2 separate regions of the Ovis canadensis genome follow, and region 2 is linked to region 1. A link is a contact called in public Hi-C data. All regions are on one chromosome and are shown on one strand. Each heading gives the region's core, a stretch centred on a gene start, on an enhancer-like site or on the middle of the called end of the contact. The rest is flanking DNA. Distances are from core to core; before and after follow the strand shown. Region 1 holds the start of DUSP7 (dual specificity phosphatase 7). Region 2 has its middle 8.9 kb from the start of RPL29.

Evidence for each region. A called contact is a pair of places that touch in the nucleus more often than the background predicts.
Region 2: a Hi-C map of fibroblasts shows a contact between it and region 1, with 2.8 times the contacts expected there. The contact joins the enhancer-like site here to the promoter of DUSP7 in region 1. A contact is called at or near these places in 2 of 2 Hi-C or Micro-C datasets (fibroblasts and lung).

The regions. Positions count from the first base shown.
Region 1 is chr19:63,494,696-63,498,032 of ARS-UI_OviCan_v2, reverse strand. It overlaps DUSP7 (dual specificity phosphatase 7), which reads right to left and starts at 1,423. Exons shown (of 3, transcript XM_069561450.1): 1 at 740-1,423. The coding sequence starts at 1,256. LOC138424476 (a long non-coding RNA gene) reads left to right here and starts at 2,397. Exons shown (of 3, transcript XR_011250807.1): 1 at 2,397-2,744.
Region 2 is chr19:63,606,666-63,610,283 of ARS-UI_OviCan_v2, reverse strand. No RefSeq gene overlaps it. Among named protein-coding and RNA genes, the nearest start is that of RPL29, 8.9 kb to the left of the region's middle. Within about 2 kb of position 2,338, the one cell type or tissue checked has open chromatin away from gene starts, as enhancers often do. A contact at or near this core is called in fibroblasts, where this site is marked.

The DNA of each region.
Region 1 (3,337 bases), core at 174-2,673:
AGCTAAGCATGGGCCCTGCGCCCGAGGGTGCCGCAGGCCTCCCCTCCCCTCCCGTCTGCCCGCCCCGCTGCCAGCAAGAGGCCATTTTGGAATGTTAATTGGAAACACCGGCTGCAGTCACTCGCCTCCCAGGGCTGCCTCCCCCTTCCACCACCTCTGGGGTGGCTGGCCAAGGACTTGGGGGTCTCGGAAAACCAAAGCTGGGGCAAGGGACACTCCTTACAGCCCTGCCCCAAGCACTTCCAAGAGGTGGCGATTCCCCAGTGACAAGCCCCACATGGGGATCCTCCGAGTCCCCCAAACTCTCCCTCTGCCCTGGCAGGGCTGAGGGTGGTGATTAAAGGTTCCTGTCCTAACTCTGGCCTTCCAGGGACACCCATTCCAGGCTGGAGGAGCTGAACTGGTGCCCAGGAGGGCACCCTCCCTCCTTTGCCGGGCTTCAGGGGGGAACCTGGGAGCTACCATGGCCCCAACAATGGGGAAAAAAGGAAAGCCCAAGTGGGGAAAAGTTTGTTCAGACCACTCGGATCATGCCCGGAAAGGGACGTAGAGGGGGCTACTGTACCAGCCTACACCCGCACAGCTTGGGCAGGGAGCCCTGGAGGGGAGGATGCGAGCGGGGGAGACGTGGCGCCGGCTGGACAGGCCGGGCACCGGGAGAGAAAGCCGCCTCCGTCGGGGGCATCCGGGAGCCACGGGAGCGCCCCAATTCCAGACTGGGTCTCGCTGCCGCCCTTACCTTGGAGGTAGTAGGCCTGGCAGCCGTCGTCGCGCAGCTTTTGCAGGAGAAGGCCAAGCACCGAGGCGGGAGCGCCGGGCTCTGGCTGCCATTCGGCCGTGGCCTCGTCGTAGAGCAGCACGGTGGCCGCCTTGCAGCGCGTAGCGAAACGCTCCTTGTCGGCGTGGTTGGGGATGATGGAGCGAATGGGCAGGTTGCCTTTGCGGAGGCGGCGCAGCATGAGACCCGGGATGGCCAGGTTGATGGCCGTCTCGATGTGTGACGACTCGAAGAGCTCGTGCGGCCGGCAGTCGAGCAGCAGCAGGGACGCGCCGCCGCGCGCCTCCAGCTCCTCCTGCAGCCACTCGGCGCTCTTGCAGGGCATGGCCCCTGCGCCCGCCGCCGCGCCTGCCCCGGTGCCGGCGCCAGATCCAGATCCCGCACCGGGCTCCGACCCCGCCCCGGTGTCCCCAGACGCCGACGCCCCCGAGGCCGACATGTGCGCCCGCGCTGGGGGGCCGCGGAGCTGGTTTTTCATGGGGAGCGCGGGCGGCCCGGGGCCGGGGCCGGGCAGCCCTGCCCTGGGACGGCGCCCCGGCCGCGCGGGCCCCAGCCGCGTCTCCGGGCGCCCGCCTCCCACCGAGCTGCTCGCCCGCCGCCCCGGCCTCCCGGCCTCCGTCCCGCCCGGCCCTCCGCGCGCTCCGCGGCCTGACAGCCCCAATTAAACAGCGTCTCAGGCGGCCGCGCGCCCAGGCGTCCTCGGGGGGGGCGGGGCCGCGCCGCGGCTCCCGAGCTTAAAGGCGCCGCTGCTCCGCCGCCCCTCCCCACGGGGTCTGTGGGCACGCGAGCGGTGCCCTAAGCCCGGAGACCAGCCCCCTGGCCTTCGCTCGGCCTCAGCGCTGCCGCTCAGAACCCACTAAAACTCTCCCAGAGGCCCAACCAAGACACTCCTGGGTCCTATCCCGGAGCTCCCAGTTCTGTGCCTGTCCCAAGAGCTGTCCTCGGGGGACCCGCTCCAGGGATCCTCTCCCCTACATTCCGGCAGTCTCCCGGGGATGGAGCGGAGGAAAGGGGCGATCAAGCTGAGCCGAAGTCCTGTCGACTCCACTGATTCATGAACAACTCCCAGCGAGTTCAGCACACGGGAACTGAACACCTACTCCGTGCCATTCCCTGGGCACCTAGGCTGTCACCGCTTCAGGCGGCTGCACAGTCCTAAAGAGGGCTCTGCGTTTGGAGACCTTGAGGGGTCGTCTCACTCCAGCAGGTCCGAGGGGGAAAGCAGGACTAGGCAGCTAAGGTAGGAAGGCTCAGGGCCGTGCCACCCTCCGCGGGCTAGATTGTAGAAATCCCCAAAAGGACCGGCCCTGGGAAGAGACAGCGGGACCTTTAAGAAAGCTTTACAAGCGGAGTGGTGACAGGCGCGGAGTGAAGCGCCACGTGACTTTTCCACTGGACCGGGGTGGGAGGGAGGGGGCCCCCTCTGTAACCTGCTCTCCTCCCACCTTTCCTAACTGTCGAATCAACTTTAATGACAGGCGGGACGCACCACGCAGAGCGCCAATCGCAGCCGAAGGAGCGGGGCAGAGGGAAGGCGGGGCCCGCCAAAAGTTCCACCCAGCGCGGGCTGGGCGGGGCCTCAGCGGCACTGGCTGCGGGTGGCAGGCTGGCTGGCTCCGCGGAGGAGGTGAATGGAGCCGCAGGTAGCCCTGGAACAAAGCGGCTCCACTAGCGCGGCGCGCGTGCGCGGGGCCTGCCGCGCTTCCCCTAAGGAGTCAGGGCTGTCTGCGCTGGGGAGTCCGTCCCTGGCTGATCCTGCAGTCCGTCCGGTCCGTTCCCTGCCCGGCGGAGTGCGCCCACATCCTTGGGGCTTACCCCCTCCCACTCTGCCCGAGGCTGGGCGGCTCCCCGCCACCCTGCCTCTACATCCTGGAGGGAATCAGGGTCAGAGATGAATGGCGGCGGTGCCTGAGATTTGCCAGAGTGCGTGCCTCTGGAACCTGCAGGAGTTGAGCTTTCTGACCAGGTAGAGGAGCGGCCCTGCGGCATTCCCCGCTACCCACCTCCCCACTAACGCCCTTTTGTCCTCGCGGAGGAGAGTCTACCAGGTTTCATCCCAACTGCAGGGCTGCGTGGCAGAGGAGCAGGGATCTCTTCCACGGTTACACTTCCGGAAAGACCAGAGTATTGCAGATATAGATGGTCCTAGCATCCGAGATGCCAGGCCCAGGGAGGTGATAGGAAAAGCTGGTCTCTGGCCTCCCACGCAGGCTTGTCCTAGGGTTGCTGGGCAGCGCCTTCTTGCCCGGGGATCCGGAACGCGTCGAAAGGGCTCGCCGAGCCTGAGGGGCTCAGATGCACACTTTGCTCTGCTGCTTGCTGATAAGTTGTGATGGTTCTCACCTCTCTGGGCCTCAGGTCTCCCCATGTGGGAGGGTGCTGGGCCCGACAGTACCCAAATAGTCCATCCCAAGGTAGTCCTGTTGCTGGTCGGCAGGGATGGAGACAGCGCTCAAACGAAGAGTCCTGGGATTGACTCCTCTGCGCTTCCAATGAAGGGGCAACAGGTGCCACCCCTTTGTCAGGGAACTAAGATCCCACATGCTGGGCTGTGCAGCC
Region 2 (3,618 bases), core at 1,089-3,588, 110 kb before region 1:
GACAGCCCAGGGGCTGAGTCCCAGGGCCACCCCAGGCTCAGGATCATGTGGAAGATTCTTTAAGGGGCAAGGGGGAAGGGAGAAGTGGCCTTTGCAAGAATTCTTCTGAATGAAAGAAGAATGAATGATGAAATCACCTCCCTAAGACTTCAAACCCCCAACTCTCAGTCTGTACTCTCTCCCAGGTCACAGAAGCTGCGACCCAGGAGCCCCTGGAAGGGATGAGAAAACCAGCGCCGGGGCAAGGGTCTTGAAGATTGCCTGGATCCCCTCTCCACGCCTATAGGTAGGGCAGCTGAGGTCTAGAGATGAGCAGGGACTTGCCCAAGGCACACAGAGAGTATGTGGCAAAGGCAGAACCGGGGTGGTCAGAGTGGCGCAGGGCAGGGGGCATTCTTACTGTTGGCTTGAAGAGCAGGCAGTGAGGACCAGGAGGGCTGTGCCTTACAGTGTGGAGGCGGGGGTGGTTCTGGGGAAGGCTCTGGGCCTGCCTTGCCTGCTGCCCACTTAGAGCTTCAGTAAACCCACTTCCGGCCTCAGGGCACAACGGAGTGAGTGAGGGAGGAGGCCTGGCCCTGATTAGGGAGGAACAAGGGACACCAGATAGAGCCGCAAGGAGCTGGGGATCCGAAGAGGGGCACAGGAGAGCTGGAACCCGCAAGGTCCCACTGAGAGCCCCTGAGTGAGAAGCGCCCTGACCCAACTGCTGCCCTTTCCAAGCTCTGGGCCCCTGGGCAAAACCCCCAAACTCCCAGCATCTGCCCCTCACTCTCCCCCGCTCCGGGTAAAACAGGGTCACTTGGGAGATGAGTGGCTGGGCGTGTGACCTTGAAATCCTTCATCTGCTGGCCCAGGGCTACTATCAGGATCACCTGGAGCATCTGTGAGATGCAGAAGCTGAGGGCTGGGACAGGAGGCGGCTGCGGGCACAGTACCCCAGGATGCAGAACAGAGAGAGTCCGTCTAGGCAGGAGGCTCAGGTTTGGAAGAGGGGCTCTGGAGCCTTCCTGGGAGAGGAGGGGGGCTGCTGGGGTGCAGGGGCAGGCCTTGTGAGGTCAGGGAGAGGTGGGGGTGGGGTGAGGAGGATGCTGTGGGCCGAGCAGACTCAAGCTGGCATTTGCTCCTTATGGCTCTCTGGCACAGGACCCCAGCTGATGAGGGCCTCCAGGAGCTGTCGCTGTACCCCCGAAGCCCCCAAGGCCTGGCCCACAGTGGGTGTCCTAAATCCAGGGCCTGGGCAGGAAAGGGGTGTTCTGCTAGGGCCAGGAGCCAGGAGCTCTGCATTGATCCTCGCCATACCTGCAGGCTGGCTTCTTCTGTTAGGTGAGGAAACAGAGGCCCAGAAAGGTAAAGTGACTTGCCCAGGGTCACACAGCTATTTCTCCATCAAGGGCACTCCTCGAAGCTCTGCTGGGCTTGGATGCTGCCGGAGACACACGCTGATGACAGCTTGGGAAAAGGAGGGCCACGTCCTAGCTGAGGAGCGAGCCTCAGGGAGAGCGTGCTGTGGTGTCCACGGCAGGTGGGTCCAATACAGCATCCCTCCTCCGCAGCACTGTTGGTCCTTCTTTCCGTGACCCCCCCAGTGCTCGTCACATTCTCAAGCACTCACCGTCTGTCCACTGGTGAAGGCTGGAGGGCATGACACTTAGCAGCTGGGTGACCTTGAACAAAAGCTCCATCCGTTTGTAGCTCCATGACCTCCTCGTGAGACAGGGATGAGCGTGCCACCTACTACACTGTAGGTTATGGTGAGGCTCCAGGGATCCTCACAGGGCCTGGCCGATGGGGGTCTGTCCCATTTAATAGCCGCCCCCCCCACCCCCGCCCACAAGGCTTGAAACGGCCAAAAGGCTAGGCTGGTCATACCCGGCTCTCTCCCTGACCCCCACATCTCCCCTGGAAACGTGTAGGCTGCCCACCCCCAGGGCACCCCGCCCAGAGAGGGCTGAGAGAGTGGGGATGGCTCCCCAGATGCTCTCTTCACCCCCCAGCAGGCAGGGATGACGAGATGACGGTGGCGGGGGTGGAGCCAGGAGAGGGCGGCTGAGGACGTTTGCTGAGTGGAGGCAGTGAGGGCCCGTGGGGGCCCCTGGCCACCCCTGACAACCAGCCCGCAGCACAGGGAGCCGTGGGTGAGGGGCCCAGGGTCGTCGCTCCGCGTGCCACACAGCGCTGGCCCTGCCTGCCTGGCGCGAGTCCTCCAAGCACTAGTTTTAAGCGATCTTTTTTCTGCAAGAAGCTCCGAAGCTCCCGGAGGCGCGGGGGCGGCTTCCCCTTGACTTGCGTCTCTTAGAGGATGCGGCTGGCTAAAAATAACTGGAATTACTGTGCGCCCGCCCCCGGCGTGGAGGAGGGGCCCGGGGGCCTGCGGGGGCGGGAGCCTGGAGGGGATGGAGCTGCAGCCGGGAGGGGGTCCCCTGTGAGGAGGAGAAAAGCGGTGCTGGCAGGTGGGAAGGGGTGCCGGGGGCTGAAGGGGGCGGCCCTGTCTCACCCACTTCTCTTCAGGCCGGCTCCGGAGCGGAGCTGGGGGTGAAAGCTGGCCCTCATCTCGGGCCGCGCACCGCGTAGGGAGCCAGTCTGGCTGGGTAGTAGCAGCGGGCTCCTTCCAGCAGGAAGTCTGTGTTTGAAGGAGACCTCCTTCCACTCAGGTCAGCGCTATTGAATGCAAGCAGTGACAGCAGGGGGCGCTCCTGGTTTCCGCTCGCCTTGCCTGTGGTGGGACACGGAGCCCCAGATCCTTATCCAAAAGCTGGGTGCAACTGCAGCACGAAGCACTAGAGCCCTGGGCAAGCCGAGGCCTCCTCTCGCGGCCCCACCTCCTCCGTCTGTCTGCAGAGGCAGCATCAGGCTTCCCTCATCAGCCCCTGGGTACAGGGCTGAGACAGCCACGTGTGACCACCCCTCACAGCATGCTGGGGGCTGTGGTAGAGTCCAGGAGGCCCTAAGCCAGCAGGACCTGTGGTCCCCACATGAAGGGGCCTGGTCAGGGAGGGTGGGGGCTCCAGTGCCCATGGGACAGGGGAGGTCACTGTGAGGCCCAGGAAGGAGCCTGAGGTTGGGCTGCACAGTGGGCTGCCAGCCCTGCTGGGCTCCTGATGCTGGCCTCTGCCCTCCCCAGCTTCAAACCCCAGGGCCGAGGCAGAGCACAGGAGGCTCAGTGTCAGGGCCAGGGTCTCAGGGTGGAGAGGGGACGGCATGGCTGGCCTTTGTGCACACGCAGACCCAGCAGAGGCAGTGGGGGACACACTGGTGGGAGGACCAGTCAGCCCTGCAGGAGGAATGGGCTGGGACCTCTGGGGCGCTGGGTGGGGGTCCTTCATGCTCTGCATCTCAGCTTCCTTATCCGTAGGGGTGGTGGTTGGATGCCCTGGCGGTCCCCTTAGATGGAGAGAAGGAGCCAAACTGCAGTAGGGAAACAAGCAACTACCCTGCCTGCCTCTCACCTCTCAGCACTCACGGGGCTCTGCAACGTTCTGTCCTAAAGTCACCCTCACTTTGCACACAAGGAAACCAGGGCTCAGAAAGAGGAAGTGACTCCCCCGAGCTCCTAGAGCTTGTACATGATGAACCGGACCTTTATTTATTTATTTGGTTGCTCTAGGTCTTAGATGTGGC